2 separate regions of the Zea mays genome follow, and region 2 is linked to region 1. A link is a contact called in public Hi-C data. All regions are on one chromosome and are shown on one strand. Each heading gives the region's core, a stretch centred on a gene start, on an enhancer-like site or on the middle of the called end of the contact. The rest is flanking DNA. Distances are from core to core; before and after follow the strand shown. Region 1 has its middle 36 kb from the start of LOC100280367. Region 2 holds the start of LOC100280367.

Region 1 (4,929 bases), core at 882-3,381:
TTCTTTATACATATCACGAGTTGTTATACAAGTTAATTGGCTGTGTGCTAAATATTATACGGTTCAGTTGTGTAGAGCCATACCTAATTTTTTTAGTCCTCCGCCACTGATTATATTGGCGTAAGAGAGAAGAAGCTGTCGGATTCAAGTGCACTAATGAGGCGTCAAATCGGATCAGATGCGAGATGCGCGATGCTTACCTGCTGCCCGGCCGGCCGCAAGGATGGCCACCTGCCTCTGCATGGTCCTGTGTGAGTGTCTGTGTGTGCTCATCACACGTACGTACTAGTACTAGCGATCGATCGATCTCTCCAGCTGCATGCATGCTGTCCACAAGACCGTACCCAGGAGACGGAGCGCAGCATGCATGTGCTTAATTCTCTAAGTACGGTAGCTAGGGCATGTTTTGCTACCCTCAGCTCAATGTGTGTTCTGCACTCAATGTTTGTTTTGTTTGGCGTTAACCACCAAGAAACTGCAACCGTCTTTTCAATATATAGCTGGTCAAAGCTGCTAGTATATATAGTATAGAGGGCTGTAAACATACTTAGGCCTAGTTTGGGTACTCTTGGATTGAAGTGGTTTAGAGGGATTGAAGAGTGTTTAAATCCCCAATAGATCAAAAACTCCCCTAATACATCTCAATCCACTTCAATCCGTCTCATTCCTAGAGTACCCAAACCAAGCCTTAATTATCTTTGATTACTGATTGGGGCTTCAGCCTTTTGCTGTATTGCGGTAGGAGAGTTGAAGCGCATGAATCACGTGCGTGCGCTGGTATTGCCACCTGTCACAAACGATTCCCTGCAGGTTCCGATAATGAAATGAAAGGATACAACTATATATACAGTGCCTACATACGCTGCGCTGATTAATTATTGAAACATCATGATGCCAACAATATTGTATGTAGGGCCTCATGTTCCGAATGAAAGATACGATCGAGTTGATATTCCTGATCATATGTATGTATACGAGAGATGAATAGGCGGGGACATGTGCAATAATTACTTTAGCATTTGCAGTCAGTAGTGCAAGGCTGAAGGCATAGGTAAATAGTAACGCAACACTCAGAAAAAGCTACCCGTAATTATTAACAATTGACCCTATTATATTGTTGACCACTTTGGCCAAGACAAGCCGTAATTACTAACAATTGACCACGCATTGTTGACCACTTTATTCCTACTGTTACTTATAATAACTGCAATATATGGGTTATATATAGCACCAACATCAATCAAAAGTAGCAAAGCAAAGCAGCAACATACAGCGCCAATAATACAATATAATAGATTAACATGTGCAGCTGGTGATATTTTAAACTCATATCATATTCATGCTACTTTTGATTACTGTCAGCAATCTCTAATCTCATCGGCATATCATGCATGATTGATGATGACTCTGGTCATATATTCAACAACTTTCACTTAGGGGGTGTTTGGTTACCCCAAACTAAAATTTAGCCCCTGTCCCATCGAATGATTGAACCTCCGTTCCGGGTATTAAATGTAGTCGGATTATAAAACTAATTTGTCAGCCGAAGATTAAAAGACGAGACGAATCTAGTCCAGTTGGTTGGGTCTATATTTCATACTCCTATTTAAAAGTCAAATGCTTGATGTGACCCGGGCTAAACTTTAGCAGGAGTAACCAAACACCCCCTTAGGGCTTGTTCGGTTATTCCCAATACACATGGATTGGATGGGATTGGAAAAAATTGTGAAGAAGTTTGAGCTGTTTGGGATTCAAACCCATCCAATCCCGCTCAATCCACATGGATTGAGAGCTAACCGAACAAGCCCTTACAAGGTACAGTACACATCCTGACCTGGTACCGGCCCTAGTAGCTGGCTGGCTAGCTAGACGACGAAGATGAGGGGGCGCGATGGGTAGGTGTCGTAATCACGCTAGCTGACTAGGAGTTATTAGTACGACAAGACACCAACCAGCCGCCGGATCAAGCCGAAAAAGCCAGACAGGGCATGACGATGTTGTAGCTAGCCCTGCCGCTTCTCGATCTCCAACGGAAACTCCGATGCCCGGCACGGCGGCTAGAGACTGATCCAATCCAACTGCACGGGGCGCAGCCGGACAGGACATCTATTTTGTCGTCGGTCCCGGTGGTGTGTTGCGGCCGCCGACGCGCTCTCTCACCAAAGAGCTCATGGGCTGCTATGCTAATACGTCCGTCCCGGCCTGCGTGCTAAAGCCCATCAAGCCCAATGCTGCTAGACCTCACCAAGGGCTTGATTTCTTAACATCAATCATATACTGGAATAAATTTGAAAAGCCGACCAGCCCTCTCTCGTACTTCCAACAGGTGTGCCCCATATATGTCAGATGCATAGATTGTTAGAATATTTGGCTTTTTTTAGTTGCATTTTAATCCCCCCAAAAAATGAAATACAGATATTCATGACAATATAAAACATAACTGTTGGGGACCATAATTAGGGGTACCCCCAAGACTTCTAATCTCAGCTGGTAACCCCCATCAGCGCAAAGCTGCAAAGGTCCTGATGGACGCGATTAAGGTCAAGGCTCAGTCCACTCAAGGGACACGTTCTCGCCTCGCCCGAGCCCAACCTCGGGCAAAGGCAGCCGACCCCGGAGGATTCACGTCTCGCCCGAGGGCCCCCTCAAGCGACAGACACACCTTCGGCTCGCCCGAGGCTCAGTCTTCGCAGAGAAGCAACCTTGTCCAGATCGCCACGCCAACCGACCGTATCGCAGGAGCATTTAATGCAAGGATCGCCTGACACCTTATCCTGACGCGCACTCTTCAGTCGACAGAGCCGAAGTGACCGCAGTCACTTCGCCGCTCCACGGACCGACCTGACAAGAAAACAGCGCCGCCTGCGCCGCTCCAACTGCTGTGCCACTCGACAGAGTGAGGCTGACAGCAGCTAAGTCCAGCCTCGGGCGCCATGGGAAGCTCCGCCTCGCCCGACCCCAGGGCTCGGACTCAACCTCGACCCCGGAAGACGGACTCAGCCTCGACCCCGGAAGACGGACTCCGCCTCGCCCGACCCCAGGGCTCGGACTCAGCCTCGGCCTCGGAAGACGGTCTCCGCCTCGCCCGACCCCAGGGCTCGGACTCAGCCTCGACATCGGAAGGCAAACTCCGCCTCGCCCGACCCCAGGGCTCGGACTCAGCCTCGACCTCGGAGGAGCCTCCGCCTCGCCCGACCTCGGGCTCGGACCCGCCACGTCACAAGGAAGGCCATCATTACCCTACCCCTAGCTAGCTCAGGCTACGGGGAACAAGATCGGTGTCCCATCTGGCTCGCCCCGGTAAACAAGTAATGATGGCGCCCCGCGTGCTCCATGACGACGGCGGCTCTCAGACCCTTACGGAAGCAAGGAGACGTTAGCAAGGATCCGACAACCCCGACAGCTGTCCTTCCACAGGACCCAAGCGCTCCTCCGATGGCCATGACATCACATGAACAGGGTGCCAAAACCTCTCCGACTGCCACGACGACATGTACTTAGGGCTCTAGCTCCTCTCTGCTAGACACGTTAGCACACTGCTACACCCCCCATTGTACACCTGGACCCTCTCCTTACTCCTATAAAAGGAAGGTCTAGGGCTCTCGTACGAGAAGGTTGGCCACGCGGGAGAACGGGCCGACGCAGAAGGCTCTCTCCCTCTCTCTCTCTCCCACGCGAACACTTGTAACCCCCTATTGCAAGCGCATCCATCCGCCCTGGGCGCAGGACAACACGAAGGCCGCGGTTTCCCCTTACTGTTCTCCCCCCTTTGTGTCCCGTCTCGCGCCGACCCATTTGGGCTGGGACACGCAGCGACAATTTACTCGTCGGTCCAGGGACCCCCGGGGTCGAAACGCCGACAGTTGGCGCACCAGGTAGGGGACTGCTGCGTGTTGACAAACAGCTTCCCGTCAAGCTTCAGATGGGTAGTCTCCAGCAACCTTTCCAACTCGGGACGATGCTCCGTTTCGGGAGTCTTGAGTTCATGTCCCTCGACGGCAGCTACGACATGATACTCCCTCCGCCGCGCGACAGCGACAATGGCGGCTGTCAGCCCGCCCGCCGGCGGCGGAATCAACAACGTCTTCCCCACATGGCGGAAGAACAACATCCGGGTTTGTCCAGTCACCTCCCCCACCGACGGAGAAGGAGGCGGGGCAACCATGGCCAAGCAGGAGGCAACACCTCGTCGGCTGTCAAGCAAGTCGACGACGCCGGCGCCCCAGTGGGGGACACGTCGGGCTTCGACCTTGCGTCTGAGACGAAGATGAGCGCCGTTTCCCCGCAACACGCCAACCCCAAGCAGACGAACGACGCCAGCATGCTCGCGAAGGACTTGCTAGGCGTCTCCCTCGTACGTGAGACAACGGTGCAGTCCGCCCCTGACGTGACTTCGTCACCGCCCGTCGACCAAGAGGTACCGACCGATTCCCATCTCGTGCCTTTTGGATTCAGCTTCGACCCACCAAGCGACCTCGCTTCGGTGGAAGCCTTCATAGAGGCATGTACCAACCCTCCGAGGTACCATATGCGGTCGCCCTGGGACAGACTGACGGCCGTCTCGACCTACGGACCCTCGGGTCCCGAGGAAGATGACGAGCCCGACTTTTGTTGGGATTTCTCCGGGCTCGGTAACTCCAGTGCCATGCGGGACTTCATGACCGCATGCGACTACTGCCTCTCCGATTGTTCCGATGGTAGCCGCAGCTTCGACGACGAGGACTGCGGGCCGAGTCGTGAATGTTTCCACGATCTAGGGGGTCCCGGCGAAGGCAACCATCTTGGTATGCCGGAGAGCGGCGATCCCCCTAGGCCTGCGCCTCGCGTTGACATCCTTCGGGAGCTAGCTGTGGTCCCAGTCCCTGCGGGGGGTCAGGACGCACAGCTCGAGCAAATCCGCGAGATGCAGGCCAGGCTCGACGAGGGAGC
Region 2 (4,929 bases), core at 1,276-3,775, 36 kb before region 1:
GCAATTCATCAGTAAACGGCAAGAACTTAGGCCTTCCCTGCGTTGTACCAGAACTGCGTCCAAAGGAAGAAAAAAAACATCAAGTTACAAAACACCGACATCCACACACTAATATAAACGATAAGACGACACATTTTTCAAGCAGTGTAATTACCTGAGGGAAAGGGAGGTGACGGGCTTCCCAGTGAGGAGTGGGGAGCTATCACCATCAGCAATCTTATGGATGTATGGCTCAAGATCACTGTGCACACACAGCGGGATGCAGGATTTGTAGCTCTCTACATCAGTCCTGCCATTGAGGCCGAACTTGTTCAGATATTCAGCATCAGCATTCAACTCGAGGATCTTTTTCAGTGTATCCTTCTGTACACGCCCAGCATCGCGTGTTAACATCTCGAACTCATGGATAGTTTCTTCACAGCTACAGATCGGCATCTTTACTGGCAGAATCTTGGATTTATCACCTGATTTGTAAGTTGGATGGCAAAGAACGAATCAAAGTTTGTAAGATGGACCACAACAATTTGTACATGAAAGCAAGCAAGATTTTGGGATATTTTTATTTAAATGCATAGCACCCAAGGCATTTCTGCTGCGAATACATGGAAGTTAGAAGATAGAATGGAAGACAACATACTACAGTTGCAACCACTAACCGTGCTGAAAACCAAATAAAGTAAAGGTATAGTTAGGCTTTACTTTCCGACACAGCCTAATACTAATGTGATCCGTCAGAATCCAAATAAAGTAAAGGTATTTATTCATCGACCTTTTTACTAGATCGAGATTCGACTAGCACAAGAATCGCAACATGAGACAAACCTTTAAAAGCTGGATACATACTGATGAGAGGAGACGGAGAGCAGCTTGCTGGTTATCCAGGCTATATGATTCCGGTGGGTGCCAGTTTGACAATACAATTATACGAAGGATAAAGCGATATCCTAAAGAAACAGACATGAAGATAGCAACAAAGGCAGATGATGAGTGGAAATTTTGCAAGCTTTAAAGTTCACAACAGCAAACTTTTTTTCCGAGTAAGGGGCGAAATTGCCATAACGGCCAACCAACCACTCTCTCGGTGCTCGGACTAGCAATACAACCTACCACCAGTGCAGTGACCACTCTAGCACGGCCTGCCCTTTACACATCGGTCTTGTTGACATGATTTCTTTCGTGAAATACTTGGCCAACCATCCATAGGGATGGTTTTTTTGGTTTCCCAAAAAGAAGAAGGAAAAAAACATGCTGGTGGCTGTTGAGCTGGAATATTTAAGTAGGGTCCCTGAGGCACAAAGAAGAAGCCAAGAACATGGTGCTGTTGCTGGTGCTGCTGTGAAGAGAAGGGCGAGCAAGAGCCAGGAGATGCCCAGAAAGGCATGGGGAGGGGGCAGCCTTCCGGGCCGGGCCGAACAGGAACCCACCATGGACGGAGGAACGCGCAGAGTAATTGCCGCACGGCTCGCTGCACCTGGTACTAGCTAAAAACAGGTGCAAATCCACAGAGCTCACTGTGCAAGCATTGCCGCAGAGGGATAGAAACATGCGTGCTTCGCCTGTTGAGTCCAGGTGCGAGCTAGCGAGCGAACAATCTGTGGGAAGGCTGCTGTTTTCTTTATAACTGTTATTAAAAAAGGAACAATTGGATCTATACCATTAAAAGATTCAAACTTTAGATATATACCATGGACCCTACATGTCATTGTAATGGTATGGATCCAAAGTGGTGATCTTTTAATGGTATGGATCCAAATTTCCCTTAAAAAAAATAAAAGCTGCTCATGGAGGCAACAGCAACACGAAAGAGGCGAGGAGTAAAGAATATATGCGGTGAATTTGTGCCGGCAATCCGCCATGGGCGAATCAGCGCGCGAGTCAACCTGCGAGAGCAAAACGCATGAGCCCTTTTTAGTAGCTCGGTCACCAGAGATACTTGGAGGAAAACCTTTTTTAACCGCCAAGGGAATCGGCAGAAACCAAGCGGCTGAAAGGCTGGGCATCTGGTAGAATTCTAGAGGGGCCGGCCGATCCCCACCGCCGGCGTTTCTTGTTTGTGGCTTTCAAGAGAGAGAGAATCTCGATTTTTTTTAGCCGAAAAGAAAAGGTACGGAGAACATAGACAGTACCAGTAGCCTGTAGCATAGATTGAAATTGGGAGGGATGAGTTTCGGCGGGCGCCATGAGCAGCCCACAGGAAGAAGGGTTTGAATTTGATTGCGTACAGTCACCTCACAGCAGCGACGAAACAGAAGAAGCAGCCAGAAACGAGTGGGTCAGTCCTCGGAGGGGAGGGCTGCTTACCGAGAGCGGCGGCGGCGCGGTCAGACGGATCTGCACTCCGGGCACCGGCGGCAGAGGGGAGCGGGCGGCTGTGGCGCCGACGCCTGTGGCTCCGCGCGGGCGCCGGGCGGGCGAGGCGGCCCGGTGGCCGACGGGGGCGGAGGGGGAATGGGCAGGCGCGGCGCGAGCAGGGTTCGCCACGGGCGCGGCCTGGCTCATGGGACTGCGGAGGAGGCCGGGGCGGGTGCGGTGCGGCAGGCGACGGGCGGAGGAGGAGGATTATAAGGAGGAGATGAACGGAACGGAACGGAACGGAACAGCAGCACGGCGGGCGGTGCCGCGCCCGGGGGCGGGATTTCGGTACTTTTCCGGGGTGCCCGGTGCAAAAAAGGCCGAAATCAGAGCGGACGGAACGGGGACGATTTGACCGGGCGCTGGCAGGGTCCGACCATGACATGCACTGTGACGGCCATTCCTATAAAGTTCGCACTTCTCTCAATAATATATACTACACCTACACATCCCAGGAGTAGCACGGTCTAATTTCCCTGATGTCAGCATTTTTAATAGTGTTTCTAAAATTTTAAAAAATCTTACTTTTTAAGTTAATCCTTATCATTGCGTAACAAACCAACAATGCCAAAATACAACGGGTACCAAGAGAGTGTGGCCCATGCCGGCGATCACACTGGGCATAGCACGGATGAGACGTGATATTATGATCCAAGAGTTAATAGTATTATTGATAGAATAATCATATCAATAAGATACATCTTCTTTTTTCATAAGCTTATTTTGAAATCTAGTATAAGTATGTTTGGCCCAGAGCAATCTTTGTATGGGTGACCGACCAAGAAGTCTTATTGGGATCTTGGGTGCGCACACAAAAGACTCGTGCTGGTCTGTGGAGATAGGCTATGATCCTAGAGCCTGTCTAGTGTTAGTCTGTAGCGATATGCTATGATCCTAGAGGCTGTCAGGAGTAAGTACTATCGGTCCGAAAGTAGTCGAGGTGTTACATGATATCCACCACACGATATATCACTACCGGAATCCGAGTCTTTGTCGAGTGTTGGATTCTTTGCCGAGTGCCTTTTGTCGGGCACTCGGCAAAGCCTTCTTTGCCGAGAGCCGCCCTCGGTAAAGTCAGGCTCTCGGCACAGAGACTCTTTACCGAGTGTTGAACACTCGGCAGAGGACAGCGCTCGGCAAAGACGAGTTTGCCGAGTGTCAAACACTCGGCAAAGGGAGCTCTCGGCAAAAAGCCGTCAGCAGCCGTCCCAAAGCTGACGGCCGTTAGTATTTGCCGAGTGCCAACCGTCGGCTCTCGGCAAAGATGCTTCTTTGCCGAGTGCCACGCAGCTCGCACTCGGCAAAGTATATTTTTATTTTTTTGATTTTGTCTCCCAAACTTTTTGTGGTATGTTCCTACACTATGTAGACCTACATGTATCATTTGTGGACAATTATAACATAGTTTTCAATCGTTAGTAGATTTAGTTCGTTTTTTTGAAATTCTTCGGAAAATTCAAATTTGAACTGCAGGTCACTCGAAACTTGTAAAACCGTGCATGAAAAAATGATATTCATGTTACTTAGCATAAGTTATGACCGATTTCAGAAGCGTACCGAAAACTTCGAGCAACATGCTCACTAAACATGGCCGTCAACTTGGCATGCACATGTTTAAAAATTGTATAAAACACAAATAAAGTCAGAAAATCATGAAACTTGTCCACGTGTCATGATATCATATGTAGAGGCTGTGATAAAAAAATTTAGAATGTTTGGAGAAAGTTGTGAGACACTATGTGTAGAAACCTTCTAGATTCACATTGAAACTCTATGATTTCATGTGTAGTCCTCTTAGGTTTCTACACATAGTGTCTCACAACTTTCTCCAAACATTCTAAAATTTTTATCACAGCCTCTACATATGATATCATGACACGTGGACAAGTTTCATGATTTTTTGACTTTGTTTGTGTTTTATACAATTTTTAAACATGTGCATGCCAAGTTGACGGCCATGTTTAGTGAGCATGTTGCTCGAAGTTTCCGGTACACATCTGAAATCGGTCGTAACTTATGCTAAGTAACATGAATATCATTTTTTCATGCACGGTTTTCCAAGTTTCGAGTGACCTGCAGTTCAAATTTGAATTTTCCGAAGAATTTCAAAAAAACGAACTAAATCTACTAACGATTGAAAACTATGTTATAATTGTCCACAAATGATACATGTAGGTCTACATAGTGTAGGAACATACCACAAAAAATTTGGGAGACAAAATCAAAAAAATAAAAATATACTTTGCCGAGTGTCTGAATAAGACACTCGACAAAGCTTCCTTTGCCGAGTGCCAGCTGTGTGGCACTCGGCAAAGAATAGGGAAAGAGTCTTTGCCGAGTGTCGCCCGGCTTTGCCGAGTGCCAGCGATCTGGTACTCGGCAAAGCGTATTTTAAAATTAAAAAAAAAACTTTGCCGAGTGCCAGATCACGGGCACTCGGCAAAGCGCCCTACATACAACGGCCAGCGGGCATCTTCCTCACTCTCTCTCTCACTTACTCAACGCCGCCGCGCCCTCGCCGTCGCCGCTCCCTTGCCGCCGCCGCCGTGCCGTTCCTCGCGCCCGCGCCGCGCCGCC

What was found. Hi-C and Micro-C count contacts between places; a contact is called where the count stands out from the background.
Region 2: a Hi-C map of endosperm shows a contact between it and region 1, with 6 times the contacts expected there. The contact joins the promoter of LOC100280367 here to the enhancer-like site in region 1. A contact is called at or near these places in 7 of 25 Hi-C or Micro-C datasets (ear, endosperm, leaf and 2 more) and 1 of 3 datasets of contacts at active chromatin or transcription factors (leaf).

The regions. Positions count from the first base shown.
Region 1 is chr8:77,498,408-77,503,336 of Zm-B73-REFERENCE-NAM-5.0, reverse strand. No RefSeq gene overlaps it. Among protein-coding and RNA genes, the nearest start is that of LOC100280367, 36 kb to the left of the region's middle. Within about 2 kb of position 2,131, at least 18 of the 20 cell types and tissues checked have an H3K27ac peak or open chromatin away from gene starts, as enhancers often do. A contact at or near this core is called in ear, endosperm, leaf and 2 more, where this site is marked.
Region 2 is chr8:77,534,775-77,539,703 of Zm-B73-REFERENCE-NAM-5.0, reverse strand. LOC100280367 reads right to left here and starts at 2,525. Exons shown (of 5, transcript NM_001361064.1): 1 at 2,302-2,525; 2 at 155-464; 3 at 1-53. The coding sequence starts at 435.